Regions from separate parts of the Mus musculus genome. Here all the other regions are linked to region 1. The links are chromatin contacts, called in public promoter capture Hi-C maps. All regions are on one chromosome and are shown on one strand. The core of a region is the stretch at or near the end of the contact, and the rest is flanking DNA. Distances in the headings are between cores, read along the strand shown.

Region 1 (4,232 bases), core at 592-3,091:
GAGTGGTCAGCGTTCACAGCTGTCACGCGCCCTGCCACCAGCTAGGAATGTGTGGGTGCTCTCAATATAAAAGCCATCATCTTCCAATGTCTTTGTAAGCTTTACATTTTCTAGGTAGAAACACTGAGAAGTTACATACATAGCGTTCTACATGCACAGATATACACACATATACGTAGACTGTACAGCCCGAGATGCTGATCTGCTTGCCAAAATACTGAGAACTTGGCAAACAGAACAGGTGACGTGGGTACACAGGTGACATAGGTACACAGGTGACATGGGTTCACAGGTAAAGTAGCTTGCCGTCAAGTCTGACGGTCCGAGTTCGATCCCTGGGCTCCACATGGTAGAAAAAAGAAAATGATTCCAGCAAGTTGCACTCTGACCTCCACGTATGCATCACGGCACGCATGTCCCCACACACTCTTTCTCTACGTCCCTGCGCACACACACACACACACACACACTCTCCCACCTTATGTGTGACAGAGAGAGAGAGAAGGAGGGAGGGAGACGGAGGGAGACAGAGGGGAGGTATCTTTAAAAACATAACAATAAACTCAGCAGTGCTGTGAAGAGGGAGGACAGCACTCATTTGCTTGGGAACGCAACCTTGAAAGAATTCCCTCTTTAGAGCATAGTGATCATCAAAGCTTGGGGTCTGATGGGGAGGTAGAGTTGAGGGGTGGGTGGTTGTGGCCAAAGGCTGGGCAAGAAAGTGACACCAACGGCCCACCATATGAGCTTCCAAGCCCTACGTGCCAGCATAAATCCCAGCCCTGATCTATGGCCCAGATGCCAAGCAAGGGAGGCTCTGCAGTGGGGCAGAAGGCAATCCTTGAGGCCTCTGTGAAACCGATTTCACTAACTTTGAAAAGTCACTGGACCTCTACACCTGTTTTCTTACCTGTTGATCTAGCACGTTAGCGGCCCTCAATTGCTCAATTACAACCATCAGAGCCATCTCATGCTGCTCCATGAGCACTCCCTGCCCCACTCACAACCCCCCATGATGCCCGTGGCTTATGAACCGAATCTATACATTCACCTCCAGTTTTCTGGCCAGCTGGAAAGGTTTTCTCCCATCCCCCCACCCCCAACAACACTGGTGGCTCCCGCGGCTCATGCCTCACTCTTGGCAGAACGCCTCGATAGGCATACACCAGTAACCACTCTGCCCCACGTGGAGACTTCTTAGTACCCCTAATCATTAGCCATTAAAAAAATTAAAAGTTTCACCCCCTTATGCCTAGAAATTATCCCTGACTCAGGGCAATACGCTCTCAACTCCGAGGGCGACTTGGTCACAAAGCTTTCTCCCATTCGGGCCTGTGATCCAGAGCTTCAGCCTGGGGGATCGCCCTGCCTTTCACAATTTTCAAGTAACAGTCCCTGGATGCCCTAACACGATCCTGGGTTCCCCCAAGAACCTCCACCCAGCCTCCCCCTTACTGCGACTGGGACCCTCCCCTAAACACCGCGCCACAACTGGAGACCCCGCGAGGGTCCCTGCAGGCCAGGGCTCACCACCCAGCTCCGGGGCGGGAAAGGAGCTTCCGGCTCTCCGACCGCCCTGACCTTGTAGCTTCTCGGGCTCCACCGCCCGACACGGAACCGACACTCACCTGCGTCCCCTTGCCAGCCCCGGGCGGCCCCAGCAACACGGCCCGGATGCCCTTCGGAATCTCCGGTTCGGAAGCCAACACGTTGGGAGCCATGTCTTCCAAAGCTTCACTCCAACAGCCAGCCGCACACCTCACAGGTCTAGCGCTTCCAGGCCAGCGTACATCCTACTCCGGGCTCACACTGGTCGCTCGCCGCATCCGTCAACCCTCTCTACCCGCCCCCGAACTTGACGGGCACTTTCATTTACCAATCGTACGACGAGACTAAGAAAATTCTGTTTCCGATTGGGCAGAATTGGGAACGAGGAAGAGGCGGGCCAGCCTGGGAAGAGCTGGGGCAACAGAGCGCGTGCGGCTCTCGGCTGGTGTATGGAGTGGGCGGGAAAAACGAGAAGGAAGCCTGGAGCGGGTGAAGTTCTAGTTTGGCCTTTGACAGTTAATAACTCCAGAGTCTCTGTTTGAGCCCCGTAAAATTGCCTGTGAGAGTGTAAGTGGGTAAAATCACTCCCAGGAAACAAATTGGCAATAACGTAACCTTTGGACCAGTAATTCCACTTCCAAGAATTCAAAGGCAGAAACAAGGAATATGTAATGAGTTCCTGACAAAGATGTTGATGTCTAATAATAAGATTGGTTAAGTAAATTCCAACAAGTTTGTAATCTGACACCCTCTCCCTCCAGAACACCCCCATTGAACAGCACCATAACTTTGGCTATTTGGGAAGATCACATTTAAAGCTTGTCAAGGCCACGACGGTGAATTCAAGGCCAGCCTGGGCAGTTTAATGAGACCTTGTCCCAAAATGAAAATGAAGATAGCTGGGGCTGGCTATAGTACAGAGACAGAAGTTTTGGGCTCAATCCCCAGGACTGTAAAAATAAAACACATATGCATATATGAACACAGACAACCTTCCTGACTTTTAAGTCAGCAGAAAGACAGTTTTTATCCAGAGAGATGAGCCTGTCTTGAACAAGGCAATGATGTCGCCAGCTTTTAGGTGTGTCAAAGTTTCATCCTGTCCCAAAGGAGCCTTTCTCAACTGTAAGTGCAAGTGTGATTAGGAAACCATTCTTGCCCCACAGGCACAGTGCAACCATTTTCTACACCCTAGTGGTAAATGATGTTAACCAGCTAGCCAGATGGCTCAGCTAGTATAGACACTTGCCACCAAACTCTGAGGACCTGCGTTTGATTAACAAGACCCCACCCCCAATGAAAGAAAGAAGAGAACCAACTCCCACAGGTTGTCCACCGAGCTCCACATGTGTGCTGTGGTACACATATCTGCGCGTACATATATGTTCACACACAGAAAATAAGAAATAAATTCAAATGAAAAAAGAGAAACTAACATTCATACTTCTTGCTCATCCTGGATTTTCATGGGAGCCAGCTTGATCTGGTTGGGTTCTCTTAGTGGCCTTGAAGGAAGCAGGGGTTTATTGTGTCCTTTTTAAGACCGGAAGCGGAAGTAAGAGCTGATCACTATATAATTACATGGTCACAGGATTACAAGTAACACTGTGAACTAAGGGGCAGGGCAAAGTTCAGTCACTGGTGTCTAGCACTCAAGTGTGAGGGCCTGCGTTCTGGTGCCCGGCACTCAGGTAACGTCAGCAACTGTTTACAACCCCAGCCCTGAGGAGGTAGAGATCGGCAGACTCTTGGAGCTCACTGAGCAGAAAGCCTAGCCTAATGAGTGAGCTTCAGATACAATGGAAGGCCTGTAGAGAGAATCGATGTGTACTGTGTGGAAGCATCACCTGCCAATCAAAAGCAGATGGCCCTTTAACAAAAGGCAGGAAGTAGAAGATGGGAGTTCCGGGAAAGAGATGGGAACTCTGGGTGATAGTCAGAGGTGGAAGATGCTTGGCCCAGACTCTGGGCTCATGAGACTGAGAAGAAAGTAGCCATGTGGCTGAACTCAGAAGCGTTTAAATGGGTTGGGTAAGTGACAGGCTAGTCAGGGGACAAGCTAAAGCTATGGCCTAGGCAATTATTCATAAACAAAGAAGCCTCCGAGTAGTTATTCAGGAACTGGGGTACAGGTGGGAAAGCCCACGGCTACAGAAACCTTGTCTTGTCTCAAAAGAGAAGGTAGAGGGGCAGGAGAGATGATTCAGGGGTTAAGAGCACTGGGTGTTGGTTTGGCTCTCGACATCCACATGGGAAGTCACAACCCTTTGTAACTCCAGTTCCGGAGATCTGATGCAGTTCTTTCCTACCCTCAAAGGCACCAGGCACACGTGCAGTGCACATACACATGTACATGCAGACAAAACACTCACACATATAAGGTAAAATAAATAAATCTAGAAACAAAAGGTAGAGAGAAATAAGCAGAAGACACCAGAAGTCAACCTCTGGTCTTTCTACCAATGTGCATACACATACACACCTGCACTCACATGTGCACACACATCCATGGTCAGGGACAAGAGAGACCAGAAACCAGGTACAGTAATGCAGGCCTATGATTCTAGCATTTGGGAAGCTGAGGAGGAAATTCAAGGCCATTTTGGGCCATGTAGCAAATTCAAAGCCAGCCTGGTCTATATGAGACCCTATCTCAAAGACGGCAAAACAAGCAAGCAACACAA
Region 2 (4,232 bases), core at 708-3,207, 2.9 Mb after region 1:
TGCCTTCTCAGCACAGGTCCAGTAGGTCTATACTCTCTTCTTGGAAGCATGTGATGGTCTCTGACGAAGTGTCTAGCTCTCTCACCCTCCTCAACTCCTCACAGAGAATGCGATCTAAGATACAGATCTAGTCCTGTCACTCCTCAGCTAAAAGCTTACTGGCCTCTTGTGCACTAGACACAAAGTTCCAAATGATCCATGAGATGTTCATTTTTTTTTATTAACTTATATTGCTTTACTTTGTGCCCTGTCGGCTTCCATACCACTCTACTGACACAGCTAAGGTTGTCTCTCTCTGACTCTCTGTACTTCTCTCCAAATAGCATCTCCCATTTTACATGACTAAGCCTCCCTCCCCCTTTCTGTCCTTCCAGTCACTATCCTCCTGTCACTACTGCTCAGGCTTCCCAGACTGAGCTAGCAGCTTCCCCACTGGGCTCCCTCAGCATTCAGTTTCTGTTGCTTTTGTAGATCACATTTCACCTATCTGCTTGCAGGTCAGTTTCCTCTAGCTGGACAGTGAACTAGTTCGGATAAGAACCTCTTTATTAGGTGTTAGCGCAACTCTCCATAATGACTCTTTTTACCATGGCCAGTGGTTTGCAAATGAGGACGAATACAAATGACCCAAGGTCGGGCAACCAGAAAGCAGCGGCACCAGAATCTGAATTTAAGGAGTCCAGAGCAAGGTTGACACACACTTTTAATCCCAGGCTTTAAGGAGTGAGCCTCCAAAGCCTACGAATACTACACAGCACTAGGCTCTACAGGCAGGGCCCTTTTGTTATGAGAAAAATGAATGAATGAATGAATGAATGAATGGGGACTATCTCTGGCAGAGATAGTCTAATCCACAATCAAATAACAGGGCCTTTAAGGAGGAACTCACAACGTTGTTTATAAATAAGGGCTATAGGATTTTGCTCTTCCTTATCTCATGCAAAACTACTCAGCCGAGAGGGAAAGGCGCCCAGCCCAGCGTGACTACCCTCTTCCTCAATGATTCTCAAAACCAGCAAAGCCAACCGGTTTCCTCCAGTGACTTAAAACAGAGCAAAGTCTATCCTGCCACCGAAGGTGGCTGTCAGCTCTTCCTTCTGCCAACAACCTGGGGGAGTGGGGGTGGACGGAGAAGCCACCGGGAATCCGAAAGCTCCTACCCAAGATTGAAAGGTGGGGCCAAGCATCGTAGGAATGGGCGGGCCTGACCAGGATGGCAGGTGAAACACTGACCACAGCAAGCTCTCCCACGGTGAAGACCGGCCCAACGTGGATCTGGCAAGCAGGTTGCTGTGACTCGCACCTGAACGCCGCCCAGGATGTGAAAATTCCCCAGCAGCGATGGTGTTGGTGCCAACGGGTGAGGGCTCCAGGAGGAAAACCTTGGCTGGCTCTCCTTGGGGACTCGTTCTAACTTTCAAGTCACTCTCTAGGTCAGGAGAGAAGCATGGAGAGGAGGAGCGGGTCTCTCTGGGAGAAAAACTAGAGCGGGCCAAACGCCGGCTGCTTCGATGACTGGTTGAGTGGGTCTGGGCAAGGCGAGCAGTGCCCATTTCCCAGGGCTGCGGCAAAAGACCGAGGCTCCCGGCAGCCGACGCCCCCGCTGCCGGGAAGGACAGACCTCCAGTGGCGGAGGGGGAATTCACTATAGCCGTTCTGGTCGCGCCGGTCAGCTTCGGGCTGTCACCGGGGTCCCTCCGCCACGGTGGCCCGCCCCGCCAGCACGCAGCCCCCACCCGGCTCCGCGTCCCGGGACCCCGAACTCACCTTTCCCGGGGAATCAGCGCTCCTTGCCCATAGTCCGCAGCCCAGAGTCGGGGCTGCTCGGCGCTCCGTCCCGGGGGCCGGGGCCGGGCCGGGGGCGTGGGAGCCGCTCACCGCCGCCTCCCAGCGCAGCCGCCAGAGCTGCCGCCGCCGCCTCCCTCCATGGCTGCGGCGCCGCCACCTGACAACGGAAGTGACGCATAGGCTCTCGGCCCCGCCTCCCGCCCCCTCGCCTGAGTTTGGGGTTGGTGCGCCATCTTCAGGATGGGCGGAAGCCTTCAGGCAGGAAGCCCAGATAAGATCGCCAATTGGTTCTGGGTGGAGTCTGGGTCGAAATCTGTAAAGTGATTGGACAGTCAGGGGGCGGTACTTACCGCTAATCTACATCTACAGTGGGACTGGGACAGAGGCGCCGGTCCGCCTTGGCTCTGCAGAACCTCACCGACTTATGCTCTCCTTGCTGGGGTTGGGGACGTCTCTAAGTGGTTGCAAAACCCGCCAACTGCACTGCATTCTTTAGAAAAGTAGTCTTTCTTTGCTCCCCATTTCTCGGCTTCTGGAAATTTGTGTGGGAAAGTGCTGAAGTTGGGTACAAGAGAAGTCAAGAATTGGCTGTCGCTACTGTCACAATTCATTTCACTTTAGGCCCTTCAGAAACCCCAAAGATGGCCAAGTTCATCTTGGACATCCCTAGAGTCTTGTCCAGGGAGATTGCAGTGAAGAGTTCCAATGAACGACTTCAGCCGGCTGTCTACCTCACTCCCTCCTGCCAGTTTCCGTCCTTTCTCCTCCTTCAGCAGCCACGCCCTCCATGAATCAGCTTCTTGCACCAGCAGATGAGCCCTTTAAAGGGATTGCATCAGTCTGGTGACTCACTGGGGGCCCTCGAAAATCCTGGCTTCCGTCCACTGCCGTGTAGAAGCGGCCAGAAGGGCTCGGTGGCAGCAGTACCAGCGGCCATAGTCCCACTCCTTTGTCTCAGAGTTAACAAGTGTACTTGATGACACTCTTCCCTCCCCTGGGTCATTCTGGATCCACGTGTAGACACACGTGGACACGACTAAGCCCTGCTAGGACACCGAAGGCTGGTCTTCATAATGAAGTCCCAGCCTGAATCCTTTCTTAATGTCTTTGATTGGCTTGGTGGCCATTCAGCTGCAGATAATGCTGAATAACTAGTAATGATACCAGCTCCTAAGGCCCTGTCTTATGCAAAATGAGGCACTTTTAGAGACCTGTTAACAAATGCAGAAGGTAGCACTCAGAGAGAGAGGGTAACCTCTGCCGTGACACCCAGCTAATAATGGCTGGGCTGTGGTTTGAAGAAAGTTTCGTGGGTTCCAAAAAGGCTAGAGCTTGAATCCCCATTGTATCACTTACAAACTAGGTAATTCAGTGTAAATCCTGGCTGCCCAAGTGGGGATAACACATTACACCAACCATGGGAGGACCCAAGGAGTTTCACATCCAGCTAACCACACCCTATAGATGCCCACTGGTCTCAGTCGGGGAACCTCTAGGAGGCACGTGACTCAAAGGCAGGCATCCAGAAGGCCGGCCCACTTTGCTCCTCTCTCTGACAAAGTGAGGAGAAAAAGGATTCCGGAAGCCCTGCCTTTGACAGGGATGAATCTTGGGTTTTCCAGTTCACTAATTACCAGTAAGATGAATCACTGGGCGCTGACACCACCATTCCAACTCCTGGTAGGCTCTCAGCTGACTCAAAATATAGAAGTTTTAACAAAGCAGAGGAGGAGAAAGTGCCAGCCAGAGGAGATTAAAAAAAAAAAAAAACTGTCATCAGGACACCAACTCATGGATCTCTGGGACATACATGGGTGGTGACAGTCTCCTGCTGGCTCTCCAACTCTGGCTCACTGGCAGATGGTGCTGCCATAACAAAATGACACCTGTCACAACAGCTCAAGATGGCTTCTTGAAAAGAGATAGGCAGATTGGACTATCACAGAAGGAGGGGAGACCTCACCCCCAGGAGCTTCTTCAGACTACAGAACCCCAACCCTACTTAGCAGCTGGGTTTTGGCTTCTTTGCGTCCAAGCTTCAAGGCCTGAGTATGGCAAGGTTTGGTGTTGGTTTTGCTTTTTTTTTTTTTTGGTACCTGGGACTGAACCTATGGCCTCTTCTGTGGTAGAAGGTATTTCACCACTGAGCTGTATCTCCACTGCTTTTGTTTTTGAGACAGAGTTTCAATAAGTTGCTCAGGCTGGCTCTCTAGTCTCTATAGTACTATCTGGATTTGAACCTGTAACCTACCTCCACTTCCCCAGCAGCCTGGATTATAGACTGCACCACCACATCCAGCGGTGTATCAGGTTCTGAGTGTCCAACTCACACTGGGGGTGAGCAATAGAATGGATGCCAGGAGTACTGGGAAACAGAAGAGAGTCCCAGTGGCTAGAGAAGTAGCCCAGATGGTACAATGCTGGCCTTAGCGTGTGTGACTCAC
Region 3 (4,232 bases), core at 1,069-3,568, 2.8 Mb after region 1:
GGACCAGACCCCTGCGACAGTTTCTGGGCCAGTGAAGAGGCAGATGGTACTCGTCTAGCTTATCAGTGTGTTTGCAGTATTTTGCACTAGGCATGGCATGTAGTAGACATCCAGAAAACCTGCAAACTGAAGTTTAAATCGAAACCGAACGTCTCAAGAGGAATTACAGAGTATGCAGCTCACAGGAAATGCTTCACAAGTGGGGAAGTATGAATTACGTAGAATACTACTGAGGCCAGAGAGCTTACAGATTGAGTTGAGCTTGGCGACTTTTCTCTCGTGAGAAAAGTTTACCGATCGATGTGTGTTTTGTCTGCTTTGGCCTGGTATGTGGAGAAATTCATCAACACTCATCATCCCTGCTGGGGCTGCTCTGGTGCTGCTGTTGGTGTTGGTATGCATGACAAAAGCTGATGCACATGAGAACTGGCTCGTCTTGGGACAACCAGATCTTGGGGTACAGAATTTAGCATTTAATACCAAACCAGACCGACCCTAACATCTGTTCTCAAAGAGCTCACAGTCTGCTGGTGACAAAACAGGTGCTTTAGTAATTATAGGTGTAGTCCCTGGGCAGCACACCTAAGGAACTGTCTAAATGGCGGCAACTGCTTTCCCACCTCAGCCATCACGAAGTACCACCACAGCTGGGGCATCAAGTCTCCAGTGTCCGTCAGGTCAAAGCCGCCTGCAGCTGGGAAGGTCTTCCTGTTCTAATCCATGGGCTCAATACAGGAAAGAGGGTGGGGGAAAGCCACCAATCCCTGAGCTCCCCAAGTTCAGGACTTGAGATCCCACCAATCCTTACTCCGGAAATCTCTGCATGCCCTGAAAAGCCCCGCCTCCGAATAAATCCTATATATATAACCCCTGTCCTTCGTTCACTTGCCAGGAGCAGAAACAGCCACTACTCTTCGAGTCTTTGTTCTGTACCCCAAACCCTCCCAATAAATCTGCTTTATGAGATTTGCTGCCTGGTATGGCTTTCTCATTGGAAGAAGCTAAGAAGAAAAGAAGCCATGAAGAGAAGAAGAGAAGAAAGATCAGGGCTGAGGCTCCCGAGCTGCAATGCCTCTGCTGAAGAGGCTTCCTCTCAGAGCGTAGCGGTTCCTGGGCCTTCCGAATCCCTGGATACCCTTCCTTCCATCTGAACAGGAACAGTTTCAATAGCTACAGCAGTACAGTAGCTCGTAAATGCATGACAGAAAAGGTGACGTTTGAACGCTTACATGTGCAGGATTCACTAAGGCAAGCAAGTGCAGAGAAAACCAAACTGCTCTAAAAAACCTTAGTGACCATGTGAGAAACAGCCTCGTAGTGACTTAACATCTGTAAGCTCAGCAGTCATGAATGAGGCTGAGACGAAAAGGCTGCCTTGAGTTTAGGGGACGGCCTGTGCTACCCGGTGATTTCCAGGACAGCTTGGCATACAACGGGAGATTCTGTTCTAAAAATTAAAGTTAACAAAAAACAAAAAAAAACAAAAAACAAAAACCAAGGAGAAAACACAAATCCCAGGGTTTCACTTTCCAGGACATTTGTGGTTCCACAGGTACTAATATACTTCCTGGGCCCATGTTCTTAAAAAACTTCTCTGGGCCAAGTTTGAGGCCAGCCTGCTCTACCTAGAGTATTTCAGTATACCGAGAACCCTGTCTAGAATCCCCGCTCCCCATGAAAAAAATCCCCAAACTAAAAACCTCTTTGGGCTCTTATTGCCATTAAATGGGACAGGAGGTGGCTGTAGGAGAGACCGAGATCCAACGGACTTCTGGGTCCCCTGAGATCACACTATCAAAACAACTCTTCTCCATTTTGCGTTGCGTTTTCTGGGTTCCGGGTGATCAAGTGCCTTCCTTTGTCGGGGACCTCCCAACAACTCTGTGAGGTACAAATTATGAGCCTCACTTTATACAACGATCTGTTCAAGGTCAGAAAGCAGGGGAAGGGTAAGGCACAGAACGAATGCCAAGAGGCCTGATGGCCACCAAACTAGAGACTTTCCGGGGACGTAAGCAGAAGACGAGTGGGTGGGGCTCGGGCCCTCCCTCAGTCCCCCGGAGAGGCCTCTCCAAAATGGTGGGGGCAGTGGCGTCAGCAACGCCCGGGCCCCTTCCGTCCACCTCCCTCCCTCTTCCTCAGGCCACCCAGGCGGGAGCGGGGGGAGGGGGGAACGGAGGCGCAACGCAGTCGCCCACGTGACCGCCGATCTTCGGGCGCGTGACGCAAAGCGGCGGGCCCAACGCTCGCTCTGCCTTGTGGGAAATAGAGTTCGAGAGGACGTCCGGTGAGTCAGGAGAGAGAAACCTAGGACTACATTTCCCAGGAGGTAGCGGAGCGAGGCGGTAGCCGCCGTCGTCGGAGAGCGGGGACGCGGGGCGCGCTAGCGGGCGGGGGCGAGCTTCGGGCCGGTTGTGCCGTTGCGAGATTGCAGCTGTAGTCGCTCCGGCCGGTCAAGGTGAGTGGACGCAGTTGATGGGAGTGAGGACAGCTCAGCTAATCTCTGTGTGTTGGGGTTTTCCTCTTTTCTGGGCGCCGGCTGGGCCCCGGCGAGGGTTAGGCCTAGCGTGCGGCGGCTTCCTCCACGCTCGGCCCGGGCCTGCTCCGAGCGGGCCCTGCTCCATCGGCTCCTCCCCCTCCCCGCCCTTCTCCGCTTCCCTCCGCTCCGGCCTAGTTCTCCGGGCTCCGGCCGCCTTCTCTCTGAAACAGCTTGCACACTTCTGTGCACTGTGCGGGAACGACGGCTTCCACCAACTCCATCTCCCCCCCGCCCCCCAAATCCTGTTTTACGAACCTCGTTATTTGAATTTTTTTTTTCCGGGAACTCTTGCACGCCCTTCCCCCACCAGTCTCCATTGGCCTGGTTCTGTCTTCTAGGGCCCATGTGGCTGCTAGCACACTAAATGTTAGTACTTCTTCTGTGTTTGTTTTTTTTTTAAACTTGTTTGTTCTTTTGTTTTGTTTTCTTCCTCTCTTGGCCAAAAGAGGCCTATTCCAAGTTTATTTCCTATCGGAAAAATAGTTCCCACTTTCTTCCTTTGGTTGCAAGTGAGGCCGACTTGCGTTCCTTCGGTGATTGGCGTGTGCCCTGCTGGTGAGAAGCAGTTGTGTCCCACACTTAAACAACTTTTCTCTTATTTTCTTTGCTCTTGTGATTCTTAATGGGTGGAGCGTGGCGGCGGTAGTTGGCGGCAACATTGGTGGCCCAGAAGTTGGAAGCCATCGGTGAGAGTCCTATGTTAACGAGGAGCTTGCTAATTGGATAGAAACAATATGGCAAGGACGTTATAGGACAGAGCCAAGAAAGACGGCTTTATCAGCTTTTGCGTTTAAATTTCAGTTTTTACTTTAACGTACTTAAGTTTTTTTGTTTTTTTTTTTCTTTTTCTAAAATGGCAGTGCACAACCCTGGCTACCTTTAGTGTAAATATTCAACGAAATTCACTGACGGTTAACCCCTTGTTACCGGGTATGGGAGTTTTCGATTGTGGGTCCTAAGTCGAAAGGCATGTATCCAACTGTCTTTTTTCAGATCTTTCCTAGTTTTGTTTGTGGAAATACTGTCCGTGTGTAGTCAATCCTATTATTTAGACAGCTTAGGTGTATATATTATTCTGTATAAATGTTAAAGACGGCTGGTGCCTTGAAACTTGTGGAGAAAAGTTGGTCTTTGTAGTTTTTAGTTAATTTGCAGATGTGTATCTTGAATTAATATTAGTACTTAGTGAATCAAAAAGTAATGCAGCGAGCTTGCTTTGGCAGCACACATACTAAAATTGGAACGATACAGAGAAGATTAGCAATGGCCCCTGCGCAAATGCAGCTATTTTGGCATGATTGCTTTTTTTTTTTTTTTTTTTTTTAATTTTTGTTTTGCCTAAGACAAGGTCCAGGCTGGCCTCTGAACTCTGTATGTAGCTGATACTGGCCTTGAACTCTTGAGCCTCCTACCTCTACCTTAGAGCGGCTTTTGCCCCTACACCCAACTTGTTTTTGTGTGTGTTGTTTTGTTTTTTGAAGACAGGGTCTTACTGTGTATCTCTGGTTGACCCAAGATTCCAGCCTCCCACTGCCTCGCAAAGGTGAGCCCACCACTCTGGTTTGATTACATTTTGTAAAAAGAACTGGTTGAAGGTTACTACATGTCTGGATGGCTGGGTGTGGTGGTTCTTGTCTTTAATCATAACACTCCGAGGCAATGGTAGGCAGGTTTCTGAGTTCCAGGCCAGCTA
Region 4 (4,232 bases), core at 1,041-3,540, 2.7 Mb after region 1:
ACTCCCAGTGGCAGGCACTGTTCTAGATGCTAGGACTGGAGCAGTGGAAGGGGCAAACCCTTGCCCTGCTTGAGTTCCCATTCTCATAGGACACAATGAAAACAAAAGGAGCAGGTTAGCCTGGTCTACATAGCAAGTTTAAGGTCAGCCAGGGCTATGTAGAGAGACCCTGGCTCGAACAAACCACATCAATACTGAGTCCAGGAGAAATCAAACAAATACTGATAACAGGATACAAAGACTAAGGAATAAGTGTCTGCTCCCATCACCAAGGAAACACCATCCATCCCCTTAAATTTAACACTCTTTCCTCTAGTCTTTGGTACCACAGCCCCCATTTTGTAGCTAAAGAAACTAATAATCACTTGAAAATGCCAAGGAACATGTGTATATTTTCTTCTAGATGACATTGTTTTCTAGCACAAAACTCTCAACTACTGTTATTTCTTCCAGAAATCTCCCCCATCGTGTGTATGTGTGTGTGTGCATGCTCGGTCCCCTAAAACTGATTCTTAACTTACCATCCCCAGAGTATGCTGAGGCCCACACAAATCCCTGGAAAATACAAACAAATGTGTGTATATGAAATGTGTGTATATGATGTCGGGTTTTTGCATTTTGTGTTTGCGGTGCTAGGATCCAACTCAGCTTTGATCACTGAGTTCGTGTTTGTGTAATTTAATATTTGTGTAGAGATGAATCATTGCTGTCATTGTGTCTTGAAAGTGGTCCGAGGGTTATAAAGAACCAGCCTAGGGACTTGGAGATTTAGGTCAGTGGTAGAGCGCTTGCCTAGCAAGCACAAGGCTCTGGGTTAGAGTCTCAGCTCTGGGGGTGGGGTGGGGTGGGGTGGGGAAGAACCAGCCTGGAATAACAGGGATTCCACCTGTGCTGGCTGTTCCTGGTATAAGACACAAAGTCTAATCATACTGAATCATACTGTCCAGAGTGGAGTACATAGGTTTCCAGATCTAGTCAGCAGGCAGGCAACCTCGGATTGGTCCCGCTGTTTTTTGAAGTCTGAATTCAGAGTATCCTGCATATGCATCCTACCACTGAGTTACCTCCCAAACCTGATGTGAGCCCCACACCCCACGTCCCCAACACTCTGTGTGTTAAAAATAGTTTCAAGTAGTAGCTTCAAGTAGCCTACGCTGGCCTCCATCTTATCTCGGGCTAAGGACAACCCTGAATTCCTGACCCTTTTTCTCTACCATCCGAGGGCTGGGATTACAGGCATGCATGAGCAAGCTTAGTTTACGTGGTGCTGGGAATTCAACTCAGGGCCTTGTGCATGCTAAGCAGACACTCTACCAACTGGAGCTACAGTTCCGCTCCCAGATGTTCAGTTTGAAACTCCAAAGCAAAGGCACAGCATGGGCAGTTCTGCAAAAGAATACACTAAAAACAAACAAACAAACAAACAAAAAACACTTGACAAGAAAGCCTCTTTCCTTGGGATTCGGAGAAAATTGATATCCACCTGACTCTCCAGACCCAGTCCAGCCCAGCCCAGCCTTTTGGGATTATATCCTGTCCCACTACTCCCAGGTTAGGGAAGGAACCACAGTTATCCTCTCAACCATTACAGGGGCCACTGAATACTTAGGCCGGCTCACTCCTTAATGTTAGATGGCAAGTCCCCTTCTGACAAGACCACTGTCTAAGTCTCACAATGCCTAAAGCATAGTGAAAAGCTGAAATATTCACTGTAGAAATGGAGGGGCATGGGTTTAAATCCTAACTCTTCCGAAGTGTAAATCTGGATGTCCCATAAACTTCACTGAGCTGTAAAACGCCATAACATTATCCACCTAGAAGAGGTTACCTTGTGATAATGACATAATGGAAGCAATAGCCTAGCACCAAACGCACAGTAAGAGATCAGTAAATGGTTGGTACTGTTATTGATTACCGTCGCTGTTGTTGGTTTAGCACTCGACCCCGAGAGACCTGGGTGTAGCGGGCGGAGGGGCAACTCAGGGGTCCCCCCAAGCTGCCCCAGCGCCGGACGCCTAGGGAATGACCCACACTGGGACTTCCCCATCCCACAGCTCACAGCAGGACTCATTTGACAATCACTTGGAGCGCCAGCACCAGGCCCCTTCCCAGGAAGCTTCGATTCCGCCCGGCCCGCCGGGTCACGCGCTCAGTTACCATTTTCTTGCTCTCCGTGCCACGGTTCGCCTGCCTCGACATGGTGCCCACCGTTCAGTGCCGCCTCACCTCACCTCCTCACAACCCAGATCCCAGACCCCGGGAGTCGCCGATTCAACCCAGCCGCGGCCCCTCAGCGTCTAGGACTGACCGGCCCCTCCTCACTGCGCCTGCGCGGTGTGGCGCAGAGGACCCCGGGACTTGTGGTTCGGCTGACCAAAGTCAGACTACAGCATCCGGCAGTTCTACCCGGAAGTCCCACCCGTGATTCAGCTCGAGCTGCAGCTCCGGAATGCTACCAGCGCCCGGGTGGCTGCACCATTATGGCCGCTAGGTGGCATCCGCACCTTGTGGTAGTCCTACATTGTCCACAGAGTGTCCTTATTTTCCTCCCCCACGACTGGCACTGTGATGTTCTGCAAATTCTTCTCTCTCCCAGACTGGTCTTGGAAAGTCCCTATTTCGAACTGTTTTCTGTTGCTGCAGATCAGCTCCAGAAGCGCCCAGGATGTCCTGAAAAACTAGCGATGGCTCACACAGAGGTCTAAAGTTCATTATAAAAAGTTTGCATGACCACATATTCTATGTCAGGATAGTTAACGGCTTTCTCTTTCAACTGCCATCTGTTCCCAAACCCCAAACACAGCCAAGCCCTGCATCCTTACACTTGTGGCCTTTTTAACAAATCCAAATCACTTACCGTCCCTTCTCTAGAACAGCTACCCTGCCTAGTTCCCAGAAAAACCAAGATGCCGGCTGTGGTGGCACTCAGTGCCGAGTTCTAATCCCAGGCTTGCCATCTGAGGCCAGATGCTGAAGTTCTTTCAGTTGCTGTAAATATTAATGAGACATGAGCACAGATCGTGGGCACAGAAAAGGCACAGAGGAAATGTGATTCCCTTCGAGCTACACTATCAAGACAGTCCAACAGATCCAAACACAGCCCAACAATCGTTGAGGAATGTGCTAGCTGACCAAACCCTTCTTACCCTTCACAGAGGCAAAGCCCTGTCATCACTGACCACAGCCCTTTGGATTTGGCTCCGGCCGTCTCTCCTTAGTGGTCAGCCCTGTGGGCACTGTGCTTGGAATTCAGGTCTCCTCGCTTCAGCCTGCTTGTCTGTCTCTGCAGCAACTATATACTGTTGTGTACCACCCGGCCTTCACCATGACAACTGCTCTGTCCAGATACTGAGCCAGCTAGGCTAGGAGAAGGCTGGAGGGGGGCAAGGGTTTCTCCCAGTCTTTCCCTGAGGTTATAGGACCAATCATTATTATAGCCTTCTCCCTGTAGTACAGACATTCCGGGGCCTCCCTAGAGGCAGAGATCCCTGACTCTCCATCCTGTGGCACGACCTCAGGAGGCTGCATGAGGGTCTCTAGAAGGGAGCAGAAGAAGAAGACAGAAGTCTGTAGCCTTGGGAGAGTAGCAGTGAGGCTAGTCCAGAGCCTCCTTCATTCCCAGGAGAGGGGACAGCTGAGGTGAAAACAGCAGTTGGCCAGCCTGTCAGTCGGTCTGGGCTCCTCCCTGCCGGCTGCCTTGGCTGCCCACAGAAACCTGAGTCACAGTCACAGGCAGCCGCCTGACCCCACCCAGCCTGCTGTCAGGCAGGGCGGTTCTGGACAGACTGGAGGTGGAGCCTCTCCTTGACTTCTCACGGACTCATTATCCCCCCTCTCTGCCTCTGATTCCCGAACTTGGCCCTGCCTTTTCTTTGGGACAGTTCTCCGAGTCATCAGTTTTGAATTAAGGGTGGGGGCGGGGCACATGTATTGATCTGTAAGGTCTCATCCTTGCTCAGACTGCAACCTGAAAACTCCTTGGGGTGGCTGTCAGGGATCAGGAGTAGAGCGCATGCTTTGTATGGGCAAGGCCCTGGGTCTCATCTCCAGCACAAACAAGACAGAACTCCCTACACAGCAGGCCCCAAGTTCTTGGACTTCTCCCTTCAATTTTGAATTCCAGCCCCTCCCTCTCCCTCTCTACCACCTGTAGGGAGTAAGACTTTTAGGAAACCAGATATCCCTCCCGACCCTCATCTCCTGTTCCCTAGAAAAGAAGGCAGTAAGAGTGG
Region 5 (4,232 bases), core at 467-2,966, 2.4 Mb after region 1:
TGTTTATGTGTAGGAGTATTTTCCCTGTATGTATGTAAGGGCACTGAGTGCAAACCTGATACTCATGAAAGTCAGAAGAGGACACTGGATTCTCTGGAACTGGAATTACAGATGGTTGTGGGTGACAGGAACCAAATCCAGGTCCTCTGGAGGAGCAGCAAGTGCTCTTACCAGATGAGCCACCACTCTAGCCCCCCTTTTCATTATTTTGCATGTGTGTGTAGGCACATTTAGAGAGGGAGTGGTGTGCTATAGAGCACCGAAGGAAGACAGAGGACAACTTGCAAAAATCTAATCTCTTCTACTAGGTGAGTCCTGGGGATAGAAGTCACGCTGTCAGGCTTCAAAACAAATGTCTTTATTTATGAGCCATCCTTCAGATCCCACTGTGATAGTCACACACACACACACACACACTCACTCATGTCATAATTGTGCTCACATACCATTCTTCTAACTTTGCCTCCCTGTCTTTGTCTCCTACTTTTATGTTTGTTTTCTTTCTTTCTTTCTTTCTTTCTTTCTCTCTTTCTAGTAAGAGTCAGCAAAAGTGTGGCTTATGAAGTCAGCCACCTTTTGAAAATAATGTTATTTAAATTAAGGCTTTTTAAAAAAATCCTAGTGAGGCAAAAAGACAGGTTGGTGCACAACGAGATCTTGATTAAAGTCTGTTATTTTGTTCAATATCTAATCGTGAAAACTTCATGTCAAAATAAGGCTTTCATAGCCAGGCGTGGGGGCGCACGCCTTTAATCCCAGCACTCGGCAGAGGCAGGAGGATTTCTGAGTTCGAGACCAGCCTGGTCTACAGAGTGAGTTCCAGGGCGGCCAGGGCTACACAGAGAAACCCTGTCTCAAAAAAAAAAAAAAAAAAAAAACAACAACAACAACAACAACAACAAAAAGGCTTTCCTTTGGTGATTAGGTTTTTCTGGTACCCCCATTAAATCTGTTCTTAAGGCAACTATTTGGCCCTAGTCCTGGCTCCAGAAAAGAACACAGATCACGGAAAAGGTTTTCTATGGCCAAATTCCACTAGTGAGTCACCAGCTACTGGAAGGACGCTGTGAGCCAGGCCACTGTAGGCAAAGACTGTGGGCCCACGCGCGACACCCTTACAAGTTCCTTCCAGAACCAGAGTTCCAACTGCTTATACCCCTCACCCTGTGCTTACAGAGACTCCCACCCCACAACTTCCAGGCCAGGCTGGCCAAGGCCTTTTTTTTTTTTTTTTTTTTTTTTTTTTTTGTGGGGATGCTGTAAAGGGAGCTTGCGCGGCAGGAAACGCGCCAAAGAGCAAGGCGGGCTGCAGTGACAAGCTGAGGACCCGGCTGGGCGGACAACAGCGCGCGCCGCCGAACCAGAAGCTGTGGGGACTGAGCGCGGGAAGCCAGATGGAGACCCTCCAGAGGCCCCCAGACTCAGTCCAGTGGTCTCGGAGCGGTGCACGCCGGGAATTGTAGTCCTCCCGGCTCGGCGCTCTGGCCCTGCTGGGTTGACTGTCCCACTCGGCCCTCAGCGAAAGGCCTCCACAGCCCGGACCAGAGCCTAAACTCACCTCAGAACCCACCTCGCCGGTCATGATTCCGGCCTCCCTTCCGCACAGCTCCAGGAGAACGTGTCTGCAGTAACCTCAACTTGACGGCGACAGCTCCCGCCGTCTCCAGCTCGGCAGCGAAGTTCGAGCTTTCGCGCCCAGACGCGGTACAACGCTCAACCTTGAGGGTTTGCACCAATCCGAGGGAGGGTTTCCCTCCGAGGCCCCACCCCTATCGCCCTGCCAATCAGGAGGCGCCTCCTGCCTGCCCGGCAAATGTAATTTGCGTTGGTTTGGCGGGTTGCGGCTGCTCTTGTCAAACAGATCTAGGAGTGGCTTTGGGGTGTCTGGGGGTTCTCGGGGAGCGAAGAGATCCCGCGCTATGGCTTAGAAAGAAGGTATCTTGCGAATGATGTTCTTGGACTTTTGACCTATGTCTTCGTTCGATGGGTCGTACCGTATGCAATTAGAGGAGAGAAATTTCAATGCAGGAAGTGAACTGGGAAGAAGTTCCCAGGATTCTGGGAGTGTCCCACACCTGAATTTTTTGCTGAGGGAACCTTAGACCCCAGTGGAGGCTTTCTCCATCAGTTCATCCCTGGAGCAATCCTAACCTGCAGAGTTAATGTTTTTACCTCTTCGGGTCGATTCTCTGTCCTTTCTTCCCCATGTTCTATAGGCAGGCAAGAATGTCCTTTCTGGACTGTATTGTCCCAGCTGACTTGTCTTTTGTCTTCTGAATGGTCAAGCCAGTGTTAAAACTCCTTACAAAGTTATTATAAAGAGACCAGCTGGCACAGGGAAAGAAAGATCTGAGTATTTATTATCCTCCATCCCACCCAAACCCCCCTCCTCTCTAACTCCCCCCACCCCCCTTCACCTATTCTGGTATGGTGACCAACTCTGTCCAGTTTGCTTAGGACTTTCCCAGGTTTAGCACGGAAAACCTCACATCCCTAGAATCTCCTCAGAGGATACGAGGGATGACAGTCACCTCTGACACTGGTCTCCCCTTTATCTGAATACACATTCAGATAAAAAACAACTCCATTTCTCCACATCTCCGCCCACTTCTACACCCCTAAGGGTCTTGAGCTGGGGATGCAGCTCAGTAGTAGAGCTCTTGCTTAGTTAGTTTGCATGAGGCCCTCCCTGGTATAATCTCCAGGCTTCCAAAAAATACAAAAAAGAGTCCCATCCTCATATTTTACCCCCTTTTTAAAAAAAAAAAGGCTATTTTACTATGACCGTATACATCAATGATTCACAAATATGCATCTATCTGTAGCACTTCCTCCAGCATTTGGAGGACTGACTTTTATTGGCCATACAGTTTGTGACAAACAATGGGCAGAATTTTATAATCATCATTCTCTTAATCTTTGGAGGAAGCGTGTAAGGGAAGTAATGTGATCGTCTCGCGTCCACTGTCACCTGCTCTTTATGATTTCCAGGCTCACCGAGAGCATCCTCCAAAATCTCCCTTCTCCTGTTCTGTTGCCCCAAATTACACTTCTGTCTAAAGAATTATTTCTGAGGGCTGGAACGACAGTTCAGAGGTTAAGATCACTGGTTGCTTTTCCAGAGGACCCTGGTTCAACTCCTATCACCAACATGGCAGCTCAAAACTATTCATAACTCCAGTTCCAGGAGCCCTGATACCCTTTTCTGGTCTCCATGGGCAACAGGCATGGATGTGGAGCACAGACATACATTCAAGCAAAATACCCATAAACACCAAAATGAATAAAAATGACTTTCATCTGTTAGCCTGTACTTCTAAAATTAGGCACTTTGGATCTTGACATAGCACACAGAATCAGTATACACAAATCAGTTCTAGGCCAGCAAGATGGATCAGCAGGTGAAGGTGCTTACAGCAGAGGCCTCAACCACCCTAGAGCCTAGGCGAGTTCTGTCCCTAGAACCCACAGTGGACGGGAAGGAGAGACTCCTCAAAGTTATCCTCTGATCTCCACACATATGTCGTATGCAGCACTAGCATATGTCTCTCTCTCTCTCTCTCTCTCTCTCTCTCACATACACACACACACACACACACACATAAATAAATAAATAAATAAATAAATAAATATGCCGAGATTACAAGTACATGAGAAAAATGGAACTTAACACATTCGTGCCATTCTCAAGTGTTCTGTTATTATTTGTTCCACGGAAATGAACAAAATCGAGCTAAAGAGTAAGAAAAGCTTGAAGAGATGCCTACAATGCTATTTTTGACTCTTGGTTTTGTGCTGAGAATCAAAGCCGGTGCCCTCATCCATGCTAAATAAATGCTCTCCCTCCCTGATATGTCTCTATATTTCTTTTCTTTTCGAAAAAGAGTCAATCATGTTACTATAGCTTTACTATAATTCTGTAGAATTTATGAACTGATTTAATCCAAAGGCCTGTGACACCTTATTTATGGAGAAACACTGCCACCCAGTGGTAAGTTTCAGTAATGTTATTCTACTTTTTTTTTTTTTTTTTTTTGGTGGAGGGAAGGCCCTGGCCCATGTGGAGGACTGATAACAACGTGTATTCTCCTTCTAGCATGTGGAGTCTGGGACTAGAATCCTCTGAAGCTGGAGTTAAAGGGACTGTAAATCACTAGGCAGAGGTGAGAGCAGCAAGTGCTCTTAGCCTCTAAGCCATCTTTTCAGCATCCCGATACCCTACTCTTCTTATC

Evidence for each region. Promoter capture Hi-C pulls out the DNA fragments that hold promoters and counts their contacts.
Region 2: a contact with region 1 is called in a promoter capture Hi-C map of liver, with 3 times the contacts expected there. The contact joins the promoter of Stk40 here to the promoter of Ak2 in region 1. A contact is called at or near these places in 2 of 39 promoter capture datasets (both in liver).
Region 3: a contact with region 1 is called in a promoter capture Hi-C map of liver, with 7 times the contacts expected there. The contact joins the promoter of Thrap3 here to the promoter of Ak2 in region 1. A contact is called at or near these places in 2 of 39 promoter capture datasets (both in liver).
Region 4: a promoter capture Hi-C map of pre-B cells shows a contact between it and region 1, with 4 times the contacts expected there. The contact joins the promoter of Trappc3 here to the promoter of Ak2 in region 1. A contact is called at or near these places in 2 of 39 promoter capture datasets (the C10 cell line and pre-B cells).
Region 5: a contact with region 1 is called in a promoter capture Hi-C map of pre-B cells, with 3 times the contacts expected there. The contact joins the promoter of Clspn here to the promoter of Ak2 in region 1. A contact is called at or near these places in 2 of 39 promoter capture datasets (hippocampal neurons and pre-B cells).

The regions. Positions count from the first base shown.
Region 1 is chr4:128,990,833-128,995,064 of GRCm38.p6, reverse strand. Ak2 (adenylate kinase 2) reads right to left here and starts at 1,841. Exons shown (of 7, transcript NM_016895.4): 1 at 1,629-1,841. The coding sequence starts at 1,721.
Region 2 is chr4:126,101,682-126,105,913 of GRCm38.p6, reverse strand. It overlaps Stk40 (serine/threonine kinase 40), which reads right to left and starts at 1,957. Exons shown (of 11, transcript NM_028800.3): 1 at 1,768-1,957.
Region 3 is chr4:126,200,796-126,205,027 of GRCm38.p6, reverse strand. Thrap3 (thyroid hormone receptor associated protein 3) reads left to right here and starts at 2,318. Exons shown (of 12, transcript NM_001356455.1): 1 at 2,318-2,458. Gm25323 (a small nuclear RNA gene) reads left to right here and starts at 3,751; the gene lies at 3,751-3,853.
Region 4 is chr4:126,260,463-126,264,694 of GRCm38.p6, reverse strand. Trappc3 (trafficking protein particle complex 3) reads right to left here and starts at 2,290. Exons shown (of 5, transcript NM_013718.2): 1 at 2,158-2,290. The coding sequence starts at 2,199.
Region 5 is chr4:126,554,464-126,558,695 of GRCm38.p6, reverse strand. Clspn (claspin) reads right to left here and starts at 1,716. Exons shown (of 26, transcript NM_175554.4): 1 at 1,559-1,716. The coding sequence starts at 1,582.